Linked DNA regions of Mus musculus: region 1 is linked to region 2. Evidence: chromatin contacts called from public promoter capture Hi-C data. All regions are on one chromosome and are shown on one strand. The core of a region is the stretch at or near the end of the contact, and the rest is flanking DNA. Distances in the headings are between cores, read along the strand shown.

What was found. Promoter capture Hi-C pulls out the DNA fragments that hold promoters and counts their contacts.
Region 1: a promoter capture Hi-C map of cranial neural crest shows a contact between it and region 2. The contact joins the promoter of Alx1 here to the promoter of Kitl in region 2. A contact is called at or near these places in 2 of 39 promoter capture datasets (cranial neural crest and hippocampal neurons).

What each region holds. Positions count from the first base shown.
Region 1 is chr10:103,023,546-103,030,515 of GRCm38.p6, reverse strand. It overlaps Alx1 (ALX homeobox 1), which reads left to right and starts at 1,739. Exons shown (of 4, transcript NM_172553.4): 1 at 1,739-2,135; 2 at 5,077-5,381. The coding sequence starts at 1,910. It overlaps Gm34298, which reads right to left and starts at 1,531. Exons shown (of 4, transcript XM_006514426.1): 1 at 1,460-1,531; 2 at 1,178-1,315; 3 at 653-782; 4 at 1-407. The coding sequence starts at 1,531.
Region 2 is chr10:100,010,685-100,017,668 of GRCm38.p6, reverse strand. Kitl (kit ligand) reads right to left here and starts at 1,848. Exons shown (of 10, transcript NM_013598.3): 1 at 1,634-1,848. The coding sequence starts at 1,648.

The DNA.
Region 1 (6,970 bases), core at 490-2,989, 3.0 Mb before region 2:
CGGTGTCAATTGGTGGTAGCTCAGCAAAGGGTCCGTTCTTGGGGAGGAAATGTGGTGAACCGGGTGAACATGGCTGCTGCTCCTGACACTTTTTCTCAGGTCCTGTCGGATGGAATCTTCATTTTTCACTGGCAGCCCCGCCTTTGGGGCAGTGCTAAGCAACAGTTGTGCAGAACATTGTGCCTGGGATCTTTGCTCGCAAGCTGTGTCCAGGTCGGGCGTCAATGAGGGTCCCACCTGTGGATCGAGGACGAAGAAGAATGTGGAAATTTCCGAACCTTGGCGGACAGACACCCGACTGAAAAGGGCTAGGCCACCCGCAGCGGCGAGGTTACCCGAAGTGACTAAGGCTCTGCTGTAATTGCCAACGTAACCCGGAGAAAAGGGGCAGCCGCTGTGGAAGGCCTCTGTGGTGAGAGAGGAAGGTTATGTCAGGATCGGTGGGCAGAGACCTCCCTTGTCCATAATTTGTAGGGGAGTTTCACCAAATTTGCAAGCTTGGCTGATCTATTGCAAATGGCTTCTTGAGTGTGCCCAAGGCAAGGAACTCTTTTTTTTCCCTCCCCCGCCTCAGACGCCTCGGGCTCCTCAGAAGCTGAAGTGGGGCACAAGGCCAAGCAGAATGGTTTTCATCTCCAAAGCGCCGTTTTACCTTCGCTAGCATCCCGGTCAGCTGGACCAAGGAAGGGTTTTGGGTCCGCAACTGTGAGTCCAACCCCAGTCCGCGGAGCCACTAGCTTCTGCAACACTCTTTTCGAAGGCACCGCCCCAACTCTTGAAACCTGTATATAGTACAACTTTTGTTAAAACACTCTGACCGCATTCATCTCCCAACGCTGTTTTGCGTGATGAGTTCCTCTGACCTCCACTAAGAAAGGGGTTTCAGGGCCACTTGTCTCTATGAATTTTCAATAATAGTAATAATAATAACAACAACAACAACAATACATTTTGTCCTAATGATTCGTGTGGACCAAGAATGAGGTGGTTATTGTTTGGTATTGGTAAAATCAAATATTCAAAGACTCTCCCTCAACCTTCCATTCCGTTAGATGCCACTGCATCCTTACTCCGGTGCATCCGACAGCAAACGAGAAGGCCAGGGCCTTGTAAGGGAGAGCGCTGCGGCCGCCACGACGCCAGCCTTTTAGGTTAGAGGCAACCTCGGCCCCTTTACCTCCAGCAAGCCGGTTAACAGCCGCCGCTGTATCCGGCGTCTTGGGCTCAGATTAATGTGGATCTTCCATGTAAACGATTTACGGATGAAATAAAAGCTCTTTAGAGCAATACTTCCTTTCAAGTTCTTAAGATGCCTCTAAATCTTCTGGGAGTGAGTGGCTGGGGTGGGGGCGGGGTGTACAGCGGGTGTTGGGGGAGTGGGGGTGGGGGGTAGCGGGGGTGGGGGAGATGGCCCGGCAAGGCCTCTGGGAGTGGAGCGTTAACCGCTCTGCGTTCTCACCAGGCTCCTCGGCAATGCCAGTCCCACTGTCGAGGCGACTACGATTCTGGGTGTCCTTGTCTCTCCTGGCATTTGTCTGAAATGGAACTGTCTGTCTGAACTAGGCCGGGGACGCGCCCTACCCTGGGTAAGGAGGGAAGATGGGGGTGGGGTGGGGGAGGAGGGGGCCTGGGGTGGAGTTAGTCCTTGCCTATTTTCATATTCATTAGGACTGGGAGGTTGCCGGAGGAGCCCAGCTGAGTTTCAAGATATAAAAGCAACTTCGGGTGCCCCTTCTGCAGCCGGGACGTATTAAGAGTCTGGGAGCTGGGCAGCTCCTGGCGTCGCAGGTCTCGCTTCCCCTTTCCCTCCTCTCTGACCCTCCCTACTCCCGCCCACTGCTCCCTCCTCCCTCCGCGCCCTCCAGCCTCCGCACGCCCCGGAGAGCTCGCGGACAGCCTTTCCAGGATTATGGAGTTTCTGAGCGAGAAGTTTGCCCTGAAGAGCCCGCCAAGTAAAAACAGTGACTTTTACATGGGCACAGGAGGCGCGTTGGAGCACGTTATGGAGACGCTGGACAATGAGTCCTTTTACGGCAAAGCGACGGCTGGCAAATGCGTGCAGGCCTTCGGGCCGCTGCCGCGAGCGGAGCATCACGTGCGCCTGGACAGGACTTCGCCCTGTCAGGACAGCAGCGGTAAGTCACCAGCACCCCGGCTGACCTCCAGCCCCCAACCCCATCCTAATCCCTACTCCCTAGCGGCCTGACCAGGGCTCCAAACTGAGCCCCAGTCTCAGCCATCCTTCCCCGAAGTGAGGTACGGTGCGGGTCGAAGTAAAGAAATGTGGCAAGAGGAATCCAGATTGCTGGGGACCGGGCGCCGCGCACTCTGGGACTCCCGCAACCGGCCGGGGTCCAGAGCTAAATCCTGCCGGATTCTATTTCACTTTCGGATAGAGTTCACAACTGGACAAGAAGGATCTGACCAGGATCACAGTGTAGGTTAACAGGACTCCAAATAAGTCATAATTGAGTTAAAATACCGCACCACCGCTGTGAACCCTCCAGGATGCCGGGGCTCGGGGATGTGAAATCCATCACTAGATGTCATAGTGGTCAGGAAAACCAAAATCTTTGAGCTCTTTTATGTGTGCATGAGTGGGAAGCTACGAAACCGTTTTTAATGTCCTAGGAGTGACGACATTTTTATTGTATTTCTCTGTTGCTATATATATATTAGCTTGTGTGAACTTAAGTTTCTGCCGATTTTCTTTACTTCTTTATTGCGTTTGTGATGAGCAAACATACATTTTGGTAAAAAACCTAATCATTTTAGCTTTTGGGCAAAGCATTCCGGATAAAAACCACTCACTTGGGGATTCTGCATTGTCTGTTTTTCTTCTTCCACATAAAATGTCACCTAAGGAGCCTTTCGGAGTGTTTCTGGACAGAATCTTCAACTCTGAATGCCAGACTATCTCCAAGTCAAAATGTTATCAAAACAAACCATCTATCTTTTTCTATCTTGTAGCCCAGTGCAATCCCTATCATTTCACATCCCGACAGTTAAAACAGGTTTATGATTCTAAGAGGACTTTTCCTTATCATGGTGTATACGCCGCCCTTAAATGGCAAGGAAAGAAGCGGGGCGCTTTAAAACAACAAACGAATTAAGTGTGAAATATTTACAACAAGCCACCGCCCCCTATTTTAATGGAGGTTCAAAAATCTGGCAAGACCTTTTCACTTTCGGGAGCTGATTCGCACAACACTCTATACAGATTTTAAACGAATCTCACATTCTACTCGTTTTATTCAGTGCAGAGGGCGACTTTTGACTTGGCCGGTTAGAACAAAAAATGCACATAATAAATGCCCGTGTTTTTTTTTTAGTGGATTTCAATCGTTTATTTGGAAAGACTGGAACAACCAATATTACATACAAGAACTTTTTGGCTTCCTGGCTTCATTTCGGTGGTGTTAAGTGTTTTCGGCTCTCTTAGATGCGTGCCTGAAGTTATTTGAACTGACAGGATTTTTACAAATGGTTTTGTAGTGGCCTGCGTTAACTGCTAGAGAAACCCCACCGTGCTTTAAATTGTCGGGGAAAAGGAAAAGAGGAATGGTGATTGGTTTGGAGTGCTTCATTTACTTTTAAATGTTCATCACCCTGTTGGGAAGAATTTTTAACTGGAAAATATGGAATAAAATGAACAAGGATGGTTATCGGCTACGTTGAAGAAAAAGCGGTCTTTCTCCAGTCCTGCCCCCAGCGTCTTTGCGGCTTCCCCTCCCCCCTCTAATTGCCGCAGTTCCCGGGTTTTAACTCTTGTCTGCGAAGACAAAACCTTATTGTTGATCAGTCATAGCTGTCTTCATATTTATTTTTACAGCACATCCTCCTTTGCATAAAATCGATGTGCAATATATGTTATGTAGACAATAAAATTCAATGTATTCGTGGAACACATAAAAAGGTTCTTCAAACAGTTAAGAGGAATCCCCCTCCCCCCCACCACCCCCCACCCTCTTTTAAAGAAGCAAATAAGAATAGATGAGTCCTGGGAAATCACTCTTCTGGTTGGGTTAACTTTGTTTTTCTTACAAAACAACGACAACAACAACAACAACACAAGCCCAAACTGCACTATTTCCTTATGTTCGTTGTATCTGTCTGTAAATTTTTATGATGCAATATATGTTTCCTGTCATGCTGCAAGCTTGAACTCCGATCTCAAGTAAATTATTAAAATTGACATAACTCTTGACAGAATGCAAACTGTTGTTTTAAATTTTATCTTGTTTATTTTTGTATTTTTGTGCTTTTCATTTCTAAGCGTACCTAGAGTAAACAATATATATATATATATATATATATATATATATATATATATATATATATATATATTGTCCTAACTATGCACTAGTTAAACGGAAGTATAAAGTCTTCAAGGAATGGAAGTCGTTTTTAATGTAAAGAAATGTATTTAAATCTTATACTTTTCTAGTAAAAGGTACTTTCAGAACTTGATAAGGATTAAAAAAATAGTAGATCTCTTTCTGAAGAAAACTTAAATTCAGTCACGACTAACTCATTGAACTAGAATGTGTACAATGTAATGGATTCATACCTCATTGCAGTCTCTGCACAGCTTTGTTTTGTAAGATGTGGGTGGTACTGGGAGAGAGATACTATTTAAATTTGAAGTAAATTTTTTCTGAAGACCAGAAGGACTTTAATTTTGTCATATGTAAAAAGATGTATATGCTATAAGTTTTGTACATCCATATTTAAAAAGTCATGGCTGTTTAGATTTTTTTTAAGTCTGGAGCAAATTTTCCCTTGACTATTTTAATTTGATTATAAACTATATGCATAAACAGTACATTAGCCATATAAAATAGATCTGTGGACTTTGACAAGTCCTGAGTTCACGTACACGTTTAGAACTCTTTTTAAATCCGATCCACAGTGAATTAATAATGCATTGCACATCATGTGATGATAGAATTAATACTGGCAAAATAAATCATTAGCTGTTATTATTTTCTGATGCTCTAAATTATTTCACACTAATTGCTTCATCAAAGTATGTTTCACCACCCTGAGTATCGCTGTTTTCCTTCCCGAGTACAGTGAACTATGGAATCACCAAAGTGGAAGGACAGCCCCTTCACACCGAGCTGAATAGAGCAATGGATAACTGCAACAATCTCAGGATGTCTCCCGTGAAAGGGATGCCAGAGAAGAGCGAACTGGATGAACTTGGGGACAAATGTGACAGCAATGTATCCAGCAGCAAAAAGAGGAGACACCGAACTACCTTTACCAGTTTGCAGCTGGAGGAACTGGAGAAAGTTTTCCAGAAAACCCATTACCCAGATGTATATGTCAGAGAACAACTTGCCCTGAGAACGGAGCTCACTGAGGCCAGGGTCCAGGTAGGCACCAAAAGGCAGGGCTTTTCAGGGTGGGATAATGTTAGAATAATTAAATACTTGTATTTTGTCAAAAAGGAAGAAGCATTCTCAGCTAAGACTTGTACCAAAGTAACATGTGAGGAAATTGGCCAATAAAAATTTCTTTATACTTGCAAAAATTTTGAAAACTTACTAAGTATAGGGACAGGAGGTATTTCAGAAGGTTAATAATGAAGTCATTAAAAAAAAAAACCCCAGAATTAACATACATGTGATTTAAAAATAAAACCTTAAACTTATCCTTACTTTATAAATACATATATTTAATTTATTTTTTGTTTTATTTTCAACTATTCATATTTTATTTTAGATTATATACCAGTTATATGCAAATTATTTATATACTATCCCATAGGTCTATAGCTTTATTTTAGTTGGAATTATTGTAATGGAAAATAAAATAAGAGCACAAACTATATATATATGTATCTATATATTATATATCATATGTTATTTTTACTAATAAGATTTAAGATACATAGAATGGCTCATTTAGAGTTTTCTTTAGGCCCAACCACTTCAGCACGTAATACTGCATTTTAGTTTTAAAGATCTAGGTAATTATACATATTTTTCAGCATAAATATTAATAATGCAGTTTAAGTAATTTTGCATGCCCTTGGTTATATTTAGAAATTGTTTAGTCAAATAATTATAATTCAATGAATTTAATTTCTTTAAAAAAACTAAAAAGAAAAAGATCTAGATAAAATGTTGCATGCTTTCTCAGCAGTATTTTCTTGTAAGTAGAGCTGATATTTTAAAATTACACTTTATTAGTTGTCAAGTAATAAGTACTAATTTGAAAGACAGTAATAAATCAAAAGAAAGGACTTTTTTCATTTACTTTTATTGCTTTGCTTTAAGTGGGAAAGTATTGAATTCCCTCTTCCATACACGCTTATGATGGAAAGATGTATAAATTGTGTTTTCTTTCCTTTTGTTAATAGTTAGTTTGCTTGTAAGGTCCGCTTGTCATCACTGACCACACACAGTGACTTGGGATGACAGGCAGCAGGTTGTGCTTGACTTTACTGAAACAAATGGAAATCCTATCACAGTTCAGCAAAATAATAACATAGAAAGTTCACACTAAGAAGGCAAGACTTGTCTCGTATTAACACCAGGTCTGCATGTGTTTTCTGTCCTGTGACTATTATTTAAATTAGTTATACTTGTAACCATAGAAAAATATGTTTACATGCAGATGAATCAGCTGTTCCATCCATGTTCCCGCTTCAGTGCAGATTCATATCTGTTCGAGGACACTCAGAGAGAGCAACCTGATCCATTTTAACTCATGTTGTTCTCTTTCATGCGCTCTACAGAAGGGCAGAAATTCACACCTATTTAAAAAAAGACATGATTTCCAGAATATTCTTTGTGCCTCTCTGTGTAGAATATAGGAAAATATGTGTTCTGTTGATGTCTCCATTCCTGGAAACCAGGACCAATATTTGATACTAGTAATTTAACTTGAGAATGATAACAGATAGTTTCTTAACGTCTTGCTTTAATTTCAGAAAACTCTACAAAAAACAATACTAAAA
Region 2 (6,984 bases), core at 599-3,098:
TTAAAAAAAGGAATAGGTACCCCACCCTTGTTTATTATTCCACCAAGCAGAAGGCATGTACACACCAAGCAATCACGGCGAAACTTTTCTTTGTTGCAGAAACCCTTAACATCCTCATTTCAAGAGCAGGGATTTGAGGTGTGATGCTTTGGGGTAAAACTAACCTGCACGCAGGGCCAGATACCTGCCTTCCCTTTCTCCTGAGCCTGACTCAGGGCAGCTGCTCTAAGCAGAACACCTCCAGGATGCCAGGCCATGCTCCCTCCCCCTATCTGTTTCCAAGCCAGGAAAAGGTGCTTTATTCTTGCTGTTTCCTCATGGGTCGGTATCCCAGCCTAGATAGCTATTTAAAATAAGACGTCCTATGAGTAATTTAATAAATTACCTCCAACACACTGATGCCTTCATCAATGCTGAAAATGAGCACAAAACCTCCCATCCCATCCCCTTCCATACATTTCAGAAATTTACATCACCTATAGAATGGAGGGAGCAGGGCACCTGAAAGAACAGCTTTACCCAACCTGCTGCAGACAGAACACTTCAGAAAGGAAGAACCATGAAGAGGTAGCAACCGCGAGGGTAGAGGGTAGAAAGAACTATAGAGGAGAAAGAATTACTACAGTGGCTCTTTCCACACATACACCCTCCCCCGTCAACGAAGAAAAGACATAATTGTACCCCCGGGCTATGTTTTATGCATAAAGCGCAATTTAGAGACCCTGGGCATTATCTCAATAACTATCTTTAGGAGGTGCACATTAAAAAAAAAAGGAGAAGTAGGAAGAAGAAGAGGGAGGAGGAGGAGGAGGAGGAGGAGTAGAAGAAGAAGAAGAAGAAGAAGAAGAAGAAGAAGAAGAAGAAGAAGAAGAAGAAGAAGAAGAAGAAGAAGAAGAAGAAGAAGAAGAAGAAGAAGAAGAAAAGAACTTTTGCTGTTCTGTAATGGGAGAGGTTGTCTTGTCATGCAGTGTGGAAGTACTACTACTCCATCTAGAGCTTTCTGGAGGGCCCACCCAGAGCTGTGAACCCGGCCGACACCGCAGGCTGCCAAGTTTTCCCCGCCTGCCGGGCAGGTTCTGCACCCCGCCTGGCGCTGCCGCCTAGGAGCTCTGGGTTGGCTTCGCTCCAGCGGCTGAGCCCGCGTCCGCACCGCGTCCCGCGCCCACCTGGGGACTGCACAGATAAATCTGCCTGCGAGAGCGAGCGAGGGTGGCGCGTGGGAAGCTGTTTCATAATCTCCCCGAATCCACGGGGAAAGACCTCCGGTCCAAAAAAATTAAAAAATTAAATAAGAAACCCAAGCCTTCCCGGTGATAACTCCAACACCCAGGCGGAGGAAGCGTAGCCTGCATCGGCGGTTTGCCACTGACAGCTTCAAACTTCGCAGCTGCGGCTGCAAACTTGCCACAGGCTCACTCTCAGCCCTGGCTCTCCCCAGCTCCCGGGCTCACCCCTGGGGCGGCGGCTCGGGCTCTCACACCACGCCTGTCTCTCCCACACCCTCCTGGCTCACCGGGAGGGCGCAGCCCCACATGGCCTGGTTGCCGGTCCCAGAGCGCGCCGGGCTCCCCGGGGCTCCCGGAGCGATTTTCTTGGAAAGCTTCCGAGCTCCTCCCGGGCGTGCCCTACTCACTTGTGTCTTCTTCATAAGGAAAGGCAGCGCTGCGATCCAGCCCAGGCAGCGGTGTGGCGACTCCGTTTAGCTGTTCTGGAGCTCCAGCATATTGCACCAGCAGCGGCTGCAGATAGTCCCAGCATTGGGTAGCTCGAACGCAGCGCCCCGTCCTTGGCCGTTGCTTTCCCGCGGCACTCTCGGTCCCGGTGACAGACAGCAAATGAAGCCCCGGCTGCTGCGCCGCCAGCGCTTTTTATACAGCTCCCTCCCGCCCGCCCGCCAGCTCCGGACACGCCTCCTTCCCTTCCGGAGCCTCGGGGAGGAGAGCCGCGCACCGAGTCCAGGCTGGGAGACCCGGGAGCGCGCTGAAGGGCGGGGATCTTCCCAGAGGTTGGACCGATCGAGCCTGGTGCGTCCCCTGTCTGGGTACTGGCCAGAGTCCCTGAGGCACCGGGAGTCTCGGATGCCGCTGAGCAACCTGCAGTAGCTGCCCTGTGCCCGGCTCCCCAGTCCGCAGCAAGCTCACCAGCACTGTCCGGGTACCCTCGTTGCACCGCGCACAGTGGAGAGGGTCCTGGCTCAGGAGCCGCGTGGTCGGATAGACTTCACTTGGTTCTTTTCCCCTACCTCGCCTCAGGGAAATAGAACCAACAACCAAAAAAGTTTAATTACAATCCCATTGTCTTAGCTAGTTTTTCTCTTCTCTTCTTTTCTCTTTTCTTTTCTTTTCCTTTCTGTTCCGTTCCTTTCTCTTCTTTCTTTCCTTCCTTCTTCCTTCCTCCCTTTCCTTTTTCCTTTTGTTTCTCCTCAGTTACTTTAGTGAGAAAACAAGTGACTCAGGATTAAATGGTACTAAAGGAGATGCTGTTTTCAACAGTTTACTACAGAGCCTTTGGAAAACAAAATTGAAAGAAAAAGATAGCTTACTAACTGCGGGTTGTTCTCACAGAAAGGGTTTTGAAAGGTCCACTTTCAGATTAGGAAAGTTTGTAAAAATCAGAAAGCGAACAATGGCCATAGTAACACATCTCATAACATTATGTGATGGATCTTTTATTACGTAGTAGGTGTTGTGCAAGAACTATTCATAAATTATCTCTTTTGCCCATAGGCCTAGTGTGTGCCTGGTGAGTGAGTGAGTATGTGTGTGTGTGTGCGCGCGCGTGCATGTGTGTGTGTGTGTGTGTGTGTGTGTGTGTGTGTTTTCCATGTTATAGATTAAGAAATAGCCTCAAGAGGTTAATTCCCCCCCCCAAAAAAACCCCGAGAGTTGTGATTCAAATCCAGAACCTTGGACATACTGCCCTAAAAAAAAAATAATATGCCAAATAAGAATGTTCTTTTTCTCGAAGCCCTTCAATATTTTTAAAGGTAATTGAGGAAAACGAAAAGGCATTTTGTTATTTTTATAAGGAAAATATTAGCCTCAAATCCCCATCAGTAATTTTTTGGAACAAGTATGCTGTCCAGTCATTCTTATAAGAGAGGAGTATTCCAAATTTGGTTTGAGAAGCTCACTTGCCATTGTTAAAAAACAAACAAAACAAAAAGTTAATATGCCAAACTCCCTTTGCTAGTTGCCTACTTGTGCTGCGAGAATTTAACTCAGAATAAATGTTGTAAATGGTCACATGTTCATCTTACTGTTGAGGGTCAAAAGTCCAAAATGGCTATTGTTGAGGGAAAACCAGCTGTTGCCAAGACTGCATTCCTCTCCGCAGGCTGAGTGAGAGAATTCATTTCCTTGCCTTTCCCAGCTTTGAAGGCTGCCCAGGTTCCTACACTCACAGCCACCTTTATCTTCAAAGCCAGCAATGTTGAACTAAGTCTCCTATCAGACCAATCTTACCTACTGGTCTGCCTCCCTGTGCCACTTCTAAGGGATTGGGAAATTGCATTGGTTTACCTGATGATTGGTGATCCAGAAAAAAATATGTCCCACTTTAAAGGCAATTGTTTATCAATCTGAATCCTGGATTCTTGACGGAAGTGCTAGGGAGCATATATAACAGATGCCAAGCACGAGGAAGGACATGGCTACTTTGGAGCTGATATCCTGTCTGCTGCACTCATCTGCAACTTTGTGGAGGGAAGTCTGTGCTGCGAGCTCCCAACTAGAACAGTAATTCCTTCAGTTACAAGATTATTACATTTTGGTGTGGGAGACCAGAAGAAAAGCTAAAAATATCATACCACTGATTTTTCCCCTCAACAAAAAAAACGGTGCAGCATACCATTTTGACCAGAAAAAGCAAGAAGGCTAAAATGGTACCAATTATAATCACATTGGAAACTCTTAAAGTAAGGGCTCCTGTCTGATACTGTTGCCCCTTCAGTGTACAACCCCTTCAGTGTGCCTTTGGTTTGTCAGACAGAATCAAATACCCATTGTATGTACAGAGGATTTTTATCCTACAGTTTGCCTTGAGATCTAATGAATTTTTAGGGAATTTGATTTTCCGTATGATTCACCTGTAGGCTGTAAGAACTTGTTTCTAAGATTCAAAGCCAGGCATTTATAACCACAAAAGCCCTGAGATGACATTATTAGGTTCATGGTTTACAGAATGCTGAGTTTGTTTATAATGTGAATATATGCTAAAAAGTATATTCAATAATAGAATAGATCAGCAGAATATAAGTGATTTCAAATAGACATTTAAATGTTTTCTGTATAAATCTCCTTATCAAAATTAATATAAAAAATAACTGGGCTATATAAAGAAAGGTAGGCTGTGCACATGTTTAACTTAAGAGATAGAGGCCGATGGATCTCTCTGAGTTCCAAACCAGCCAGAGCTAAATAGTAAGGTTGTGCTGAAGAAGGAAGAAGAAGAGGTGGAGGAGGAGGAAGAGAAAGAGAAAAAAGGAAAGAACAAGAAAAAGAAGAAGCAGGAAAGAATGGAGCAGGGATGAACATAAATACCTAGAATATTACAAAGAAATGCTTCATCTGAATACCTGGAACATAGCGAGTGTTTTCCTCTATTAACGTTACATTGTGAGGCCGGAGAGTTAGCTCAGTTACTGAAAGCATTTACTGTCTTACCAGAGGACCCAAGCTGCATTGTCAGAACTATTAGGTGGATGGACGTCACTCAGGACACTCAACATCCTCTTCTGAATCCTATGGCCACTGGCACACATGTACCAGACACACAGATACACACATATGCATGTGAATAAAAATAAATATTTTAGAAGGAGATCATCTTCATGTGAGCCAATGCAGTGAAAAACTGGGGACATGGATTAAATCTGCAGAACCCTTGGAAGAGTGGACAGAGCATCAACTCCACGGAGTCACCCTCTTTACTCTGTACGCAGACTTTGGCATGTGTGAAGCCCCACAGATATCATACACATACATGCATAATAGCAATAATGAAAGTCATAAAAATATTTTGAGGTCAAGTATTTACTTTTTTCAAGTGTTAATGACACATATTTAACAAATAAGAATTGCATGTGTATCATGTACATTATATATATGTATGTGTAAAATATATATAGAAATGTGTATATATGTGCATACACATACATATATATGTGTGTGTATACATATTATATATATGTATATGTATGTACATATTTATGTATGTACACATGTATATACACATATACATGTGTATATATGCATATATCTATGTACACATGTATGTATATATGTGTATATACACATATATTATATGTACATATATAGGTACTTACAAATATATGCATATATATGTATATACACATACATGTGTGTGCACACACGTATATATGTATTATATGCATGTATGTGTAAATATATATAGAAATGTGTATATATATGCATATGTGCATATGCACATATACAAATGCAAATACATATATGTACATATATGTACACATATACACATATACATAGGTAAATAAATATATGTCCATATGTGTACATACATACATGTATGTATATGTACATATATGTACATGCACACAAATACATATGTACATATGGGTGTTATGGCTGTATGTATGTCTATACACTATGTAGTACCCAAGGAGATAAGAAGAGGGTATCATATCCCAAGGAACTAGAGTTACAGAAGGTTGTGAGATGTCTTGTGGGTGCTGAGAATTGCGTCTGGTCATCTGGAAGATCAATCTGCACTCCTCGTCATTCAGCCATCTCTCCAGCCCTACAGAAAATCAAGCCACCTGGCATGGGTGCATTCTCTCGTATACTTACAGTTTGGGGACTGAGGTTATTTAAGATCTACGTTGTCTGCAATGCCCAAGTATACAACACATTATCCTGCCATAGTGTGGTAAATACTATCATTTTGGTGATCTAGTCAAGGGACTTGAAAGCGGAAGGAATGTAAGGAAGACATAAAAGGGATTGGGAAGGGCTGGTAGTAGCCACATGCAACAGATCAGCTCATCCAGAGCTGGGGACTGCTCAGAAGTCATGGACTTTACAGCTGGTCTTCTTCAGCAGACATAGGTCCGCATATCAGGCAGAGAATCAGGCTGGATGATATCCTAGCAGAAAAGGGGCACTGGGGTGTTTTCTCATGGAAGCAATGTGCTCCCTGTCAAACAGTTCAGAGTTTAAGAAGTAGCATGTTGGGGAGAAAGCTTTCCTACAGCTATCTAGTCGTCTATACTTCTTAGGCTATTAGTCGATAGCCTTTTGTACACTTTAAAATAGTAATATACTTATGGAAAAACTGGGGAAGCTCTACGCTTTTTTTTTGTTGTTGTTGGGCATGTTTAATTTAGACAATAGGTGTGATAAATCTTTGCCTTAAACACAAGACCTAGCTTGTGTTCTTTTACTACTTTGTGGTTGTCCTCTTTTGAATACATATGGTGATTTTACGTGGATGTGTGTATATGCGTGTGCGTAAGCACACAGGCATACACACACACACACACACACACACACACATACACACACTATGTATGATGTATTTGTATTTATGCATATGTATATGAGGTACACTCACCTATATGTGGGAATACAGAACTCTACACATGGAATCTGTCAGCCTGCATTTTTGAGACTGGGTCTCTCAAGCACACCAGTTTCATCTACACTGGCTGAGAGCCCATAAACGCCTGTCTTCTCCAGTCCCGGTGATAGGGTAACGGCCCTATGTGTTCATGCCTTGATTTCACCTGCATGTTGACAATCAGAACTTAGGTTCTTATGCTTGTGCAACAAGGGCTTAACCACCGAGCCACCTCCCTAGCCTCATGAACCTGTCCTTTTTCAAAACGGCACCCTGAACAAAACTCTGCACCGTCCAAGCAAATTGTAGCGGAAGAGTGGCATGTATTTCCAACTTTAGATAACGAAGGAGGAGAACAGGCCAAAAGATAAGAATCACTCTCATTTA